Regions from separate parts of the Mus musculus genome. Here all the other regions are linked to region 2. Evidence: chromatin contacts called from public HiChIP or PLAC-seq data. All regions are on one chromosome and are shown on one strand. Each heading gives the region's core, a stretch centred on a gene start, on an enhancer-like site or on the middle of the called end of the contact. The rest is flanking DNA. Distances are from core to core; before and after follow the strand shown. Region 1 overlaps Camk2d (calcium/calmodulin-dependent protein kinase II, delta). Region 2 overlaps Camk2d (calcium/calmodulin-dependent protein kinase II, delta). Region 3 overlaps Ank2 (ankyrin 2, brain).

Evidence for each region. HiChIP or PLAC-seq counts read pairs in DNA pulled down with a chosen protein or histone mark.
Region 1: a contact with region 2 is called in a FOXA1 HiChIP or PLAC-seq map of pancreatic cancer cells. The contact joins two enhancer-like sites. A contact is called at or near these places in 1 of 15 datasets of contacts at CTCF or cohesin (the NIH/3T3 cell line), 5 of 484 Hi-C or Micro-C datasets (CD8 T cells, the HL-1 cell line, Th1 cells and 1 more) and 6 of 115 datasets of contacts at active chromatin or transcription factors (the 230-238 cell line, CD8 T cells, bone marrow-derived macrophages and 2 more).
Region 3: a FOXA1 HiChIP or PLAC-seq map of pancreatic cancer cells shows a contact between it and region 2. The contact joins two enhancer-like sites. A contact is called at or near these places in 1 of 484 Hi-C or Micro-C datasets (embryonic fibroblasts) and 1 of 115 datasets of contacts at active chromatin or transcription factors (pancreatic cancer cells).

The regions. Positions count from the first base shown.
Region 1 is chr3:126,638,333-126,642,723 of GRCm38.p6, reverse strand. All of the region lies in intron 2 of Camk2d (calcium/calmodulin-dependent protein kinase II, delta), which reads right to left. Among named protein-coding and RNA genes, the nearest start is that of Gm15551, 28 kb to the left of the region's middle. Within about 2 kb of position 1,698, at least 25 of the 459 cell types and tissues checked have an H3K27ac peak or open chromatin away from gene starts, as enhancers often do. A contact at or near this core is called in pancreatic cancer cells, where this site is marked.
Region 2 is chr3:126,826,233-126,830,582 of GRCm38.p6, reverse strand. The region is part of intron 16 of Camk2d (calcium/calmodulin-dependent protein kinase II, delta); the gene reads right to left. Among named protein-coding and RNA genes, the nearest start is that of Gm15551, 160 kb to the right of the region's middle. Within about 2 kb of position 2,447, at least 71 of the 459 cell types and tissues checked have an H3K27ac peak or open chromatin away from gene starts, as enhancers often do. A contact at or near this core is called in pancreatic cancer cells, where this site is marked.
Region 3 is chr3:126,988,441-126,992,842 of GRCm38.p6, reverse strand. All of the region lies in intron 22 of Ank2 (ankyrin 2, brain), which reads left to right. Among named protein-coding and RNA genes, the nearest start is that of Gm25501, 15 kb to the left of the region's middle. Within about 2 kb of position 2,697, at least 10 of the 459 cell types and tissues checked have an H3K27ac peak or open chromatin away from gene starts, as enhancers often do. A contact at or near this core is called in pancreatic cancer cells, where this site is marked.

The DNA.
Region 1 (4,391 bases), core at 449-2,948, 190 kb after region 2:
TTTCTGTAGCCAGCCATATTTAGTAGTGGCTAGAGGTAGGCATGTAATAACACTAGGTATTAGTGACTCAGAGAAAGTGTTACACAATGTTAAAGGGGTAAGAGGTCTTTTTTTTGTTCACATGTCATTACCATTTTTTTTACACTCCAGATTTTACTCCCCTTCTGATCTACCCTCCAACTGTTCCACATCCCATACCTCCTCCCCAACCCCTGTCTCCACGAGGATGTCCCCACCCCATTATCCACCTCACCAGGCCTCTAAACTCCCTGGGGCCTCCAGTCTCTTGAGGGTTAGGTGCATCTTCTCTGACTGAATACAGACCCGGCAGTCCTCTGCTCTGTATGTGTTGGGGGCCTAGTATCAGCTGATGTATGCTGCCTGGTTGGTGATCCAGTGTCTGAAAGATCTTCGGGGTCCAAGTTAATTGAGACTGCTGATCCTCCTACAGGATCGCCATTAACATTTTAAAATCCCCCCCCCCTCACACTCTCACTCAGATTTATATCACATCCTATAAATGCTGATGTTCAGTTGTGGAAATAAGTATTTTGATAGTATTTCTATTAAGATTGCAGCAATCCCATAAATATTTACCATAATTCACGTGTAGTCCCAGCTACTTGGGAAGCTGAGACAGAAGGATAACTTGAGTCCAGGAGTTCTAAGCTGTAGTGTGCTATGCCAACTGGGTATCCGCACTAAGTTCGGCATCAATATAGTGACCTCCCAGGAGCAGGGGACCACCAGGTTGCCTAAGAAGGGGTGAACTGGCCCAGGTCGGGGTAAAAGGTCTTTAGGGCCACTGTACTGCTCATTGTCAGGGCCAATGCACTTTTACAATGCACAAGGTGGTGATCGATCTTCCAAGTGTGCCTGTGTGGATGGGATCTCACCGTTAGCTGGAGCAGAGACCAAATGAAAGAGGAAGGTGGGGCGGGACCAGATATCCCATCATGGCCCACTTTCTGCTTCCTGATCCACCCAGATGTGATCAACCAACTGCCTCCGGCTCTCACCTCCACCAAGCCTTGCCTGCCACAGTGGACTGGATTTCCTCAAACCAGGAGCCAAAATAAACATCTCCTCCCTCAAGCTGTGTCTTATCAGGCACTTTACTACACTGAAGGAAAAAGTAAGCAATACAATCACCAACCCTGCTGGAACTTCAGTGAGGTAAGGGTAGGTTAAGAGGGTTTAGGAGTTCTTTTCTAAAGGTACTGAGTTTCCAGTTATTTATGATACAAACGACTGACTTCAGTGACATCCCCAGTAAACAATTTACTTAAATGCTGATGTAGGCCAATGAAATCACCCCATGGCTAAGGGTGCTTGCTGCCAAGCCTTAGAACCAAGTTCAATGTCCAGAATCATCACGGTAGGAGAGAATAAGCTCCTATAAGTTGTCTCTGCCCTTTGACTTCCACATGCACACAGAAACACACACACACACACATAAGGGAGTTAATTTATTTAAAAAAAACATTTAGAAGATTTAAATAATCCTACCTACCTATGACTGAATATCCAAAATGGTAAATAGTTAGCAAGAAACAGAGAAAGTAACATGGAAGAAGGCTCTAAGGCTCAATGTGATTTTCACTCTACAAAGGTTTTGAAGTGGGAAGAGGAGGCCACCCAGTAAGGGGTGAGTTTTAGGGTGTGGATGATGTGTGGCTGAACCTTGTCCCCATGCTTAGTACCATGTGACATTTCCTCGGGAAGACACATAATGCAACAGATGCAAAGCTGCTTGCTTTCTCATTAGCATATAAGAGAATGGAAAGGCATGACTGTCTGGATTACAATCATTTCCAACCTGAGGTTAGCCTGTTAGTAAGCCTTCATGGAAGTAACAAGACAGAAGACGGCTGCACTACCAAGCGTCTAGGCAGAAACGAAGTCTTTGAAGTTCCAGTGTACACAGACAATAAAGCATTTGTAACATGACTACTTTAGCGGATTAAAATATGACAATGGGTTTTATTCATCGCTATACTTATTCAGGTGTTTGCTGTTCACTCAAAATTGTTTCACCATCCAACACAGAGCAAGCACAGGTGAGAGCTGGCTCTGGGTAATGAGTGTAACACAGTAGGAAAACTATCTCGGACCAAAACAAATGTGGGTGAAATATGATAGCAAGCCCCTGTTCTTGGAATGGAAAGCGCAGAGTCCCTTGTGCTAACACACTCAGCCTGTGACACAGTTGGCTTGTGATAGTCAAAATAAGGATGTTGCTTGTGCGCACCAGAGGGCAAACAGGCGATGGGCAGGACAGGCAAAGGAGGGCACATTACTGGGATGCTGAATAGAAAATTCACTTAGAAACTCGGAGCTAAGCTGCTTATTTTATTCTTCGCTCCTAGGTGTGTGCTAGAGAGCCAGGCCTGGTTAAGTCTTGACATCTGAGGGCAGTGCAGAGAACTGAAAACAGAAGCTCACGTGGAGAATGACAGGGTTGGAAAAGAAAGGTAGGTGAAAGCGCTAGGTGTGTTCGGGATGTGAGGGGAGAGCTGAGAGGGGGTCTTTTCATGTTCCAGAATTTTGTACTACTTATTGTTCTGGGAATGCTAACGGCTACCCTCATGTCTACTGAGGACAAACCAGAAAGTAATGGCTTCAACCAAAGTAATGTCAAATTTAGGTGTTAAGGGAAACTGGGAGAATCTTTTCAAAAGTTACTTAAATTTGGAGAGACATTTAATGCACCTATATTGGTTAAGGTATAAAAGTGGCAATGACAATCACAGGGTCCTCTTAAATTCTAATATCTCTCTCTGTTTTTTTTAATCAAGATGAGCATTAAAATGCACCAAGAGGCATTGGGTGTCACTGAACAGAACTGAGAAGAGAATCACCTTAGAGCAAAGCAAGTGAGACGGTCATACTGGGAGAGCACTTCAACCTCTGAGTTCTATTTAAAACAAAACAGAAGTTCCCTTGCATTCCTTGATGGATCTAATACAGAAGGACGGAATGTTCCCTAAGCAATAGATTTGCACCAAACTCCTTCCCTGTCTCTTTGCTAACAGCATTCACACAACTGAAAAATACCAAGGTGTACACATCTCAACCCCTCCAAAAAGACCTCTCTCCAGTTTGATTTCACTTCCATTCCTTCCCTCTCCCCTTCCCCTCTCCTAGTTCCTGTCTGATCTTCACAGACAACAGCTTTAACAACAGCCTTACTTTGATTATCACAAGGTTACTATACTAGACAGAGTGTAGTACAGTATAGGTAGAGGCCAGGGGCCTCTGCATTTTCCTTTCCTGAGGGTAGCAGCTCACATTTTAGGTGGTCCACATAATGCTATATAATAACCTGAAGGCTTCCAAAGTACTCTAGCGGTCAGCAAGCAAACTGTGGGAATGAATTCCTCCAGAATCATGTAATGCTATAAATAGCTCCCCGGCCATGGACTGAATTTCTGGAGTGTCTCTACTCAAAGGAAAAGATGAAAGTGCTGGCAAACTTTGGTCCGGTTCCAGACTTTTCTTCTATTTGTTGCCTAGTTACTGAGCTTTCCTCTGCCCCCCTGACAACCTTAGAGAGCTACAGCACTATTCTAGCAGACAGGGAGTGGGTAAGATGAATGTGTATCCGTAATTCGTCTGTTTGAATGGATTGATTCTAATGGAAGAACTAAGCTATGGAAAGAAATTAGCATATCTGGGAGGAAACCATTCCAAGAGCCAGTCTTTGTAACCCACCAAGTCTTAGAGAGAAGGGTTGATAACGCCCGTATTTCGGTACATTTATAAATTAGAATACTTTGGAAAGACTTATTCATGTTTTTTATTAAATTGTGTCATTAAAAACAAGCAAAAAAGATGACCATGACGTGATTAAAGTGGGTGACATTTAGTTACTGGAAAGCAACATGAAAGCCAGTAAGTCTTCATTGACTGGGACAGGTGTGCAGCTCAAGGCACGCACCCACGTCACATCTGGCAGAAGCTGAGGTATGGGAAGTGTTCTTTAAGGCTGAAGGAATGAAAACCAAGGAACTGAAGTTATAAATACAAAGTCTATGATCCTAAGGTTACTCAATGCTCTATATCAGTCAATGTCCCTTACAAACAACAAACTTTGCTTTTTTTAGTCATGCAACTGAACTTACACACACACACACACACACACACACACACACACACAGAGAGAGAGAGAGTCAGTAACAATGAGAATTATTCCTTATCCCCACTTAGTCAAGAAAGAGTAAAGTGCTAAGCAATAAGGAAGTACAGCCAAGTGGATTCAGTAGCTTGTCTATATTAAACCTTGAACTGTTCCATTCTAGGAGCTGTGTCTACTGACAGGCTGCTGCTGTCTCGGTGTTACAGCCACTACACTTTCAGCAGTGAGGCAAAAGCAATCAGAGGTAGAAGGT
Region 2 (4,350 bases), core at 1,198-3,697:
CCGCTCTTCCACTTTAAGCTTCTAACTGGGAGTTTTGAAAGGAAGGCCCTTTCTTCTCTAATGCTGCTCTTGTATGATGCACTGTGTCTCCAAACGCTCCCCTAATGATTCTGTCCCCATCCCCCAGAGGTTGAAAGACGGTCCCGTGCGAGAGACTCTGTTCTGCTTTTCAGCTTTGCCTGTTAGGGTCTAGTGTCGGAACACAGTCACCATCACAGGCACTCAGAGATCTGCAGCTCCTTCCTTCCCAACTCTACCTCAAAGCCCATTTTAAAAGCATCACTTGAATATTTCATCCACTTCAAATACAACTCCCTGCATTAAGCTTGTCAAGGTCCATGACTGCCGATGAGAAGAGACAGGTGAGATGACATCTGCACTTCTTACTGTGCACAGAAACTCGTAGATGAACACCCTCTAATCAGGTGATGTCCTGGACAGATTGTAAGGTCTCAAGAGAGAATACAAAGTGCACAGAGCTGCTAGGGAGGGAAATCCCAAGAGGGACCATGAAGGAGACAGAGAAGAGAAGCTTCAAGCAATGCTGTGACTCTCAGAGACAAAGCTTCTTACATGCCCAGAGGGACAAGCCTGCAGTGACTCACTTCCTGGTTTCTCAGGTCTTCCTTCCCTACACAATCTACTGGTTGGAGAGAGTGGCAGTGCCAGTTGTCATTGAGATACTGATCTGCTGCCTCTTCGGATCACTGACACTGAAGAAAGCAGAACTTACAGATTCAATTCTTTCCTGTTCAGTAGTTTGTCATATAGGGCCACCATATTCCTGTTACATACACCTAATTGCTTTTCAATGGATCTTTCTCTACGTGTATAAACAAGAATGAGGCCAAGAACCAGAGAAAATATTGTATCTTATCTACTCCATCAAATTCTGTTGCTTTCATCTGCATGATTTCCACACTGGTCCACTTCTCCTGCATCATTGTGAGTCTAGTACTCTCTCCTGTCCAGGCTCCCTAGCAAGCTTCCTACCTGAGTTCCAGTGAGTAACTCAGATCTTCCCCTTCCTCCTTATAACACATTCAGGTGTTTACATATGCCTCTCTCTTCCGATTACGTTCTCCTTGAAGGCTTCTATGAGCTTTACATTGTTGTTAACATTCAAAAAGAGATTACAAAACATGTCACAGTCTAGATCCCAATCAGGTCTCACCCGACCTACTCAAAGGCTGTTTTAGTTTCATGATGCTCCCAGCAAGTCAAGATGCCCCTGCATCCTCCTATTCTGAGCCTTGGATATGTGCTTTCCTGTCTGAATAAACTTCCCACACTCGTGTTTCTACATGTTTCACAACAAAACAAAAATAAAAACAAAAACAGATCTCAACTGATTCTCCTTTAAAAAGACCTGAATAGCATCAGCAGAAGGGGCAAAGCTTACTGGGCCTTACCTTTAAACAAAGAATTACAAATAACTGAGGAAGACCAAGAGTGAAAGAACAGTCATTTCCATCTCTAGGCAGGAGTTCCCCAAGTGGTTATCTTATAACAAGTGGTCAGCCCTGAAATCATGTACAGAAAAGTAATACTAAATGGACTGAGCAGGTTGAAGATTTTATATATATACATATATGTGTGTATGTACATATATTACATATATACACACATATACATATACACACATGTATATATAATACATATTATATATACATATTATATATACATGTGTGTGTGTGTGTGTGTATGTGTGTGTTGTGTACAAACAGTAATGAAGAGGAAAGAGAGTATAAATTTGAGAGGAAGCAAGGTGTGGGTAGGAGGGGTTGGAAAGAGGAAAACGACATAATTATGTTTTAATTAAAAATAAAACTTTCCTTGGCTTTCATGTTAGGTTAGGTTCAAAGGATATTATAAATCTACACATTCTACACTTGATTTTTAAAAATCAATTAGTGCCCTTGTCTTTACATGCTCATCCAATTGTCAGTTTCTTCTGCTTCTTTGTGAGTGGCAGGCACTGCACCATTGCCATACCAGTATCTAGCATTGTCCCAGGATGAGAGAAAATGTCCAATAAGTATTTGAATGAACCAACTGAGTTTATAATTCCCAGCCCAGTAGTCTCTCCAATGCACAACATTACTTTATTTGGTGTCAGATGGAGCCTTTAAGCAATATGAAATGGCACCGAAGATGTAGCTCAATAACAAAGCGTGTGCTTAGATTGCAAGAGGCCCCAGGTTCAGCCCTCAGCATCTAAATCTGTCCCATAAGAACCTAGTAAGATACATTTAGATGGAAGTAACCTGCCTCGTTTGATGAAAGAAGTGACTTTCCCGTCTGACTCATCTGGAACTAACCATCAAACTCCTTTCCTTCCCCATATTTTCTCCTTCTTACTAATGGAACCACAGTTTACCAAGGCTCCCACTAGGACTCCACTGTTCCCTTGTGCCCACATCCAATCATCCATGAGTCATTACTTTTCTTTGGTACTTCTGATGTTTCCCAGAGCACACTCTCAGCCTTCATAGTTCATGGCAAGCGCATTCACTCTGGTTTTAACCACATGCTGAGGATTTCCCAATCTCTGCCACTGAGTCTTCATCTTTCCATCTCTGTATTACTGTTTCCTCCAGCTCACCATATTCTAAACATTGCTAGGTGTACGGCATCTCAGACTCAGTTCTGTTTCTGGCTCAACCTGCTGTGTCTGCACTTTCCACCTTGACCAGTGAGCACAGTCTACTGAGCTGCTCCTGCCAGAAGCCAGGTGCCTCCTTTTGGATTAGTCCCTCCTAAAATGAACCAAGAAGGTCTCACTGCTGAATCTTTCTGACAGTCCTTTCTTTCAGGGCCCATTGCTGTTGATCTGATCGAGGCTCTCACAAGTTCCTGTCTCCAGGATCATCTCCCCCACTCTCCCATTCTGCCTTCACTACAGTGGAACCATTCATGCCCTCTCTTTAGGGCTCTGGGGTCTCTACTGCTCAGAAGTCAAAAATCATCCATCCCTGTGCACTTTTCCAACTTTGCCTTCACTCTTCCAACTTTCTGTCTCACTTAGCACCTGGTCTTCAGCCACCTCCAGGACAATGTTCTTTGCCTGGTCCTTAATCTTGGATGGCATGGTGTCTTCCTTCTATATTCCTTTCTTCTGACATCTTGCAGTGATGCCTGGATATCTCCTCTGCCGCGCCCTGCTCATAGGTTATCTCCTTGGCATTGCTGCCCTTCCTGAGGGCTCCACACCCAGCTATGTTTACCTCGCTGTGTTTGTACTTCATCGCCCAATGAGTAAGTGATCACTTTGTACTCACACACTTGGAACTAAGCCACATGTTTCTAAATATGCATGTATATGAACAATACCCAGACAATCTATATAAAATATAGTGTGCATTTCAAGTCATAATACATGCCAGCTACCCAGAAGATGCCCAGCTGCTTCTCTGATAGCAATCTGGATGTGGAAGTTAGCAGAAGGATCACAGAGAAGGACCACTGCAGATGTTACATGACAGAGTCAGGACAGATACATTTGGGCACAGTGGGAAAATCTAGGAGTTTCCAGGCAACGTTGAAAGATGCTGTTTTGTTTCAAGAAAAGAAAGGGTGTAAAGGAAACATCCCAACTATACGAGCTTGAGGTTTTGTATTTGCTTGCAGTTGAGATTAATGAGCTTATTGAGGTAACTGACCTGGGCATCTAACTGCCTGCAATGCAGCTTTTCACCAGGATGCTTGCAGAATGTTCTATGTTGCAGTGTTTTATTGGGCTGTGTCTAAAGATTATTTACTCAGGAATTAAAAGCTGCACGTTGGAACAAAACTGATCTGCTTCGTTTGGAGCTTGCCTACGGGTCCTTGCTCTTCGATGACACTATGTAAGTCTATGCAGTCTTTTCCCATACACACACTGCACTTTAGTTTAACTCCTGGCTACAGTTCTCACAGGGAATTCACTTGGCTCCCCAACACTTGAAGGACAGGGAGATGGAATGACTTGCTAAGCCACCTGGCAAATTTGGACTGGGCCGGAACATGAGCATCAAGGGCCTCAGGTCCCCACTTGCTATTCAAATTACTAACCTCTGTTCCGTTAGAGCCCACAGTGATTGATTCAATATTTTGAAATCATAAACCTAAATGAGCCACCTAAATGCCTTTGAACTCACCCTGGCAAGGTGACTGGGCCAGGTCTGCAATTAATTACTGCATCAGTTTCACACATCTGGGAGCCCCATGGCTTTATTGTCTTTTTCCATGCTGCCATTAACAAAAATCACCCTTGGGAACACTTACATTAGGCAAGTATACAAATTAGGATCATTTTCACGCTGCTGGTAGTTTTATAGAAAAGGTGCCTATCTACCCAGCCATGCTTAG
Region 3 (4,402 bases), core at 1,448-3,947, 160 kb before region 2:
CTCCGTGTACTGTTCAAATGCAGTTGTTTAAAATAATATATTTCAGTCAACAAATACCTTAAGGATATTTTATTTGAAAAGGAAATTGTATATTAAACCTAATTACATTATTCACGAGTAGGAAGATTTATTTGTGCATTCAACAAACATCTGCTGATGCCCTGTGAAGGTTGGGAGTACATCAACTTAAAATACATTCTACAAATTGCATTTTACATTGAGGGCAGTGTGATTATTCAGAGAAATCTCTGTGAGCAAATGATTACTGTATGCTGCTTTTGACCTCTTGCCGTATACATTTTCTTATATAACAGCATTTAATTCCAAAGAAAGCAGCCTGTTCTTGCAAGAACAAAGAAAGAATGCTCACACACTACCAGCATCTGAAAAAGGGCAATAGGCTTTCATACAGCAATTTACTCTCAAATGGAGACACATTTTCTTATGGAAATAGTTGCCTTGAAAGGCAGTTAATTATTTAGAACATTTCCACATAACAACAGACCTCCTGGTTAGCCAAATACAATAGATATAGTCACATTATTAAGTCATTTTATTTACACTTAGATACTTATTTAATATGTTTCAGAAAAGTATAGTAGGATATGTTACAGTGTGCAGTACCCTTAAGGCTAAAAATATGAACCTTATATTGAGTTCCATAATGTAACTAAATGGGATTCCTTGCCCCATGCCTCCCACCTCCCACCTTCCTCCTGAGACAAGGTCTAAGTATGTAGCAATGGCTGTCCTAGAACTGACTTTGTAGTCCAGGCTAGTCTTGAACTAAATGGGAATTTGTTTTGTTGTTGTTGTTGTGTTTGTTTGTTTGTTTCGAGACAGGGATTTCTCTGTGTAGCCCTGGCTGTCCTGGAACTCTGTAGACCAGGCTGACCTCGAACTCAGAAATCTGCCTGCCTCTGCCTCCCAAGTGCTGGGACTAAAGGCGTGCGCCACCATCCTTGACCCAGAATGGAGACTTATTATTATTGTGTGTTGAGACTCTAGCAGCAGAATTGTGTGTGTGTGTGTGTGTATATACAATTGAAGGTCAGAGGTCCATATAGACAGTGTCCTCTTCAATTCCTATCTATCTTAGGTTTCCAGGCAAGCTCTCCTTGAACCTGGAGTCCATTGATTTAGCTATTCTGGCTGCCCAGTGAGCTTTAGGATCTCTCCGTGTCCCAGCTCTGGCATCATAAGTGTGTGCCCCTGCACCCGGGCTTGACATGGGTGCCGGAGATCTGAACTCAGATCCTCACGGTTCTGTAACAGGCATTAGACCATCTGAGCCATGTTTTCTGCTCAAAGATATTTTAAAACTGCTTTTCATAATTCTAATGGACAGCTAGAGATTAAGTCTATAATATACAGTTTATAATTTAATTGAGCTAAAATTATAGCTCAAATTTGAAATGCTCAACTAATAATAAATAAAATACTGCATTATAGAAGCCCGTTACATTTGTTCACCTCATAGATGCTTATCTGCTGTTTAATCTTGGTGATATCATTGGGCCTTGGATTTCTCTTTCTTACAGCATTGATTTAGTTTGCTTTCATTAAGTCAATACCTGTGGTCTTATGTAAACATGCCAAGAGTCATAGGCAGGCTGGACTTGCTAACATGAGCTTCAATTGTGCCTTTACCTATACACCATGAGATTCTCTGACCTTTTACTTTCTGCATTGTCTTTAAACAAAGATTCCACTCAAAGAAAACCTGTTTTGTCACTCTAAAAATATATTTTAACATAATTTTATCACACCAAATATCAAATTATATATATAATATATATATGTATATAAAATTTCAGAAATGACTATCTCTGAAATGACTCCCACTCTTCTTTGAGAGACTGAGCCATACATTGTTGTGTGTGTATACGTACATAGAATTAAATAAAGTTATTGGGGGTATATCAGGAAGTATTTCTCTGTGTAAATCATATCTAATAGTCTAAGGAAAGGTTTATGATAGAGAAAGGAATATGTACAAAATGTCCAGAGCATAAGAGGCAGAACCCACGATGACAGAGAAACAAACCATCCAGCATGTGGGTAGCAGGGACTGGGAAGTAAGGCTTGCCTACCTGCCTGTCCCTGTTTGCTACCTCACAATAGGTCATCTAAGACATTTTTCTTAGTGTTGTTCTGAAAACAAAAGAAAGCACATTTGCTATTAAAAAAAAAGTTGGGGCTGGAGAGATGGCTCAGTGGTTAAAAGCACTGGCTGCTCTTCCAAAGGTCCTGAGTTCAAAAGGTCCCAGCAACCACATGGTGGTTCACACCCATCTGTATTGGGATCCAGTGCCCTCTTCTGGTGTGCATGAAGACAGCATACTCATATACATTAGATAAGTAAATATTTTTTTAATCTTCTTTTTGTTTTTTTTTTTTTTAATCTTTTTTTGTTTGATTGTTTTTGTTTTTCGAGACAGGGTTTCTCTGTATAGCCCTGGCTGTCCTGGAACTCACTACGTAGAGCAGGCTGCCCTTGAACTCAGAAACCTACCTGCCTCTGCTTCTGCCTCCCAAGTGCTGGAATCAAAGGTGTGCGGCACCACTGCCAGGCCAGATAATTTTTTTTTTAAAAGAACAGTTGGCAAAAGACTTGCGCCTCACCACTTCTGATTGACTCAGTCCTGTTGTTCTTGGCCCATGTCTCTTGTATCCCTTCATAGTCTCTTGGCAATCTGTTGGCCTTTTCTGATTTGGCAACAACCCAGTGACTGAGTCATTGTCCTCACTGAAACAAGTTTTTAGTACCTGTAGAACAAAGCACAGACGTCTACACAACACACTCCACACACTCTGGTGCTTTACTGCTTCATTCTCCTCTTTGTCAAGAGTTTATTCTTTTCATGTTCTCCTAACTGTCAACTGGTGCACTACATTTACTGGTGCACTTTAAATTACACATTTGACTATATTCAAGTATATTCAAGTTATTCAAGTATAACTCGAAGAGCTTTATTTATATTTAAAGCTGTGAGGTTTCTTTTTGTATAGAGGAGTCTCACTTTTAAAATTGGCACAATGGTGCATATTCTTGGTGTGCAATGTGATAATTTGAGATGTGTATACATTGGGAAAATGGCTAAATCTGCCAATTTGTTTATTGTCACATTGTACACTCATCATTTGTGGGTGGATGTGCAGAGAGTACCTACAATGTCTTGGAAAATTTCAAGTATACTAGGACTAAGGACATAGCTCAGTTAGTACAGGGTTTTCTTAATATGTGTAAGGCCCTGGGGTCCATCCCAAATGCTTCTTCATACAAGTTATCCTGGTGCACATGTGGAATCCAGGCTCTTGAGAAGTGGAGATAGAAGGGTCGGAGTTACAGGGTTGTCCTTGCACATAGCAAGTTTTTGGGTTGGAGGCCAGTCTGAGATATATGGCACTCTCAGAAAAATGATGGAGAAAAGACCTTTTCAAGTGTATAGTACACCGTGGTATTATCTGAGCAGTGTGGAGTGTCATGCATTACACTTCTCATTTGATTGATATTCTGTATCCATTGAATACCAGCCCACACCTCTCTTGCCTGCGCTCAACCCCTGGTAACCATGATTCTGCTATCTGTTTCTATGATTTGGACTTTTAAACAATTTCTCCAAGTAGTGAAGTCACATGATATTTGTCTCTTTGTACCAGGCCTTTTTTTCCCCCCATTTTGAAATCCCTGTGTTGTGTTTGGCATATAACGATTATGGAATTCCTTGCTGTACAAGTGACTAACAACTTCTGAGGCCCGTCATTCTGAAGATGAATATAGTTTTCAATTACAATGACCAGTTACTCTAGATGATGTTTGTTAACTTCTAGCCTATTCTGAGGACTGCTCTCAATGCTCCTGTATTAGCATTCATAACTACTTTATGGAACATTAGTCTGTGGTTTTCAACAAGGAAACTGAGGCATAGCCAAGTTAAAGGACTTGCTGAGGCCTTCCAGCTCGTGAGATGAGTCTACAACTGGAAGCCATGAAGCCAGAGGACCCTGATCTCTATGCTCCTTATCCCACATCAGGGATGAAATGCTTTGCTGTTGGTCACTCAGGAGAGCACTGTAGAAAGCCAATAAGCAATAAACTATAACCATAGACTGTGAACACTATACCGATGACTTATTCTCTATCGCTGGTCCTCGAACATCTGCGGACATGTGTTCCATATAATTTACATAGCCTACCTTGTTTACAGCATCTTTCTGATGGGTTTTGCTTTGACTACATTGCATGTTTATGCTTCATTGTGAAGTTTTTCTGGAAAGTTGACTTAGTTCATCTTAGAGATGTCTTGAAGTCATTACTTTGGTCTCCCAGTATGACTAATTACAAGCACCATTACTAAAGGCTCAATTTTTCAAATGGGGCCTAACAGTAATGAATCTT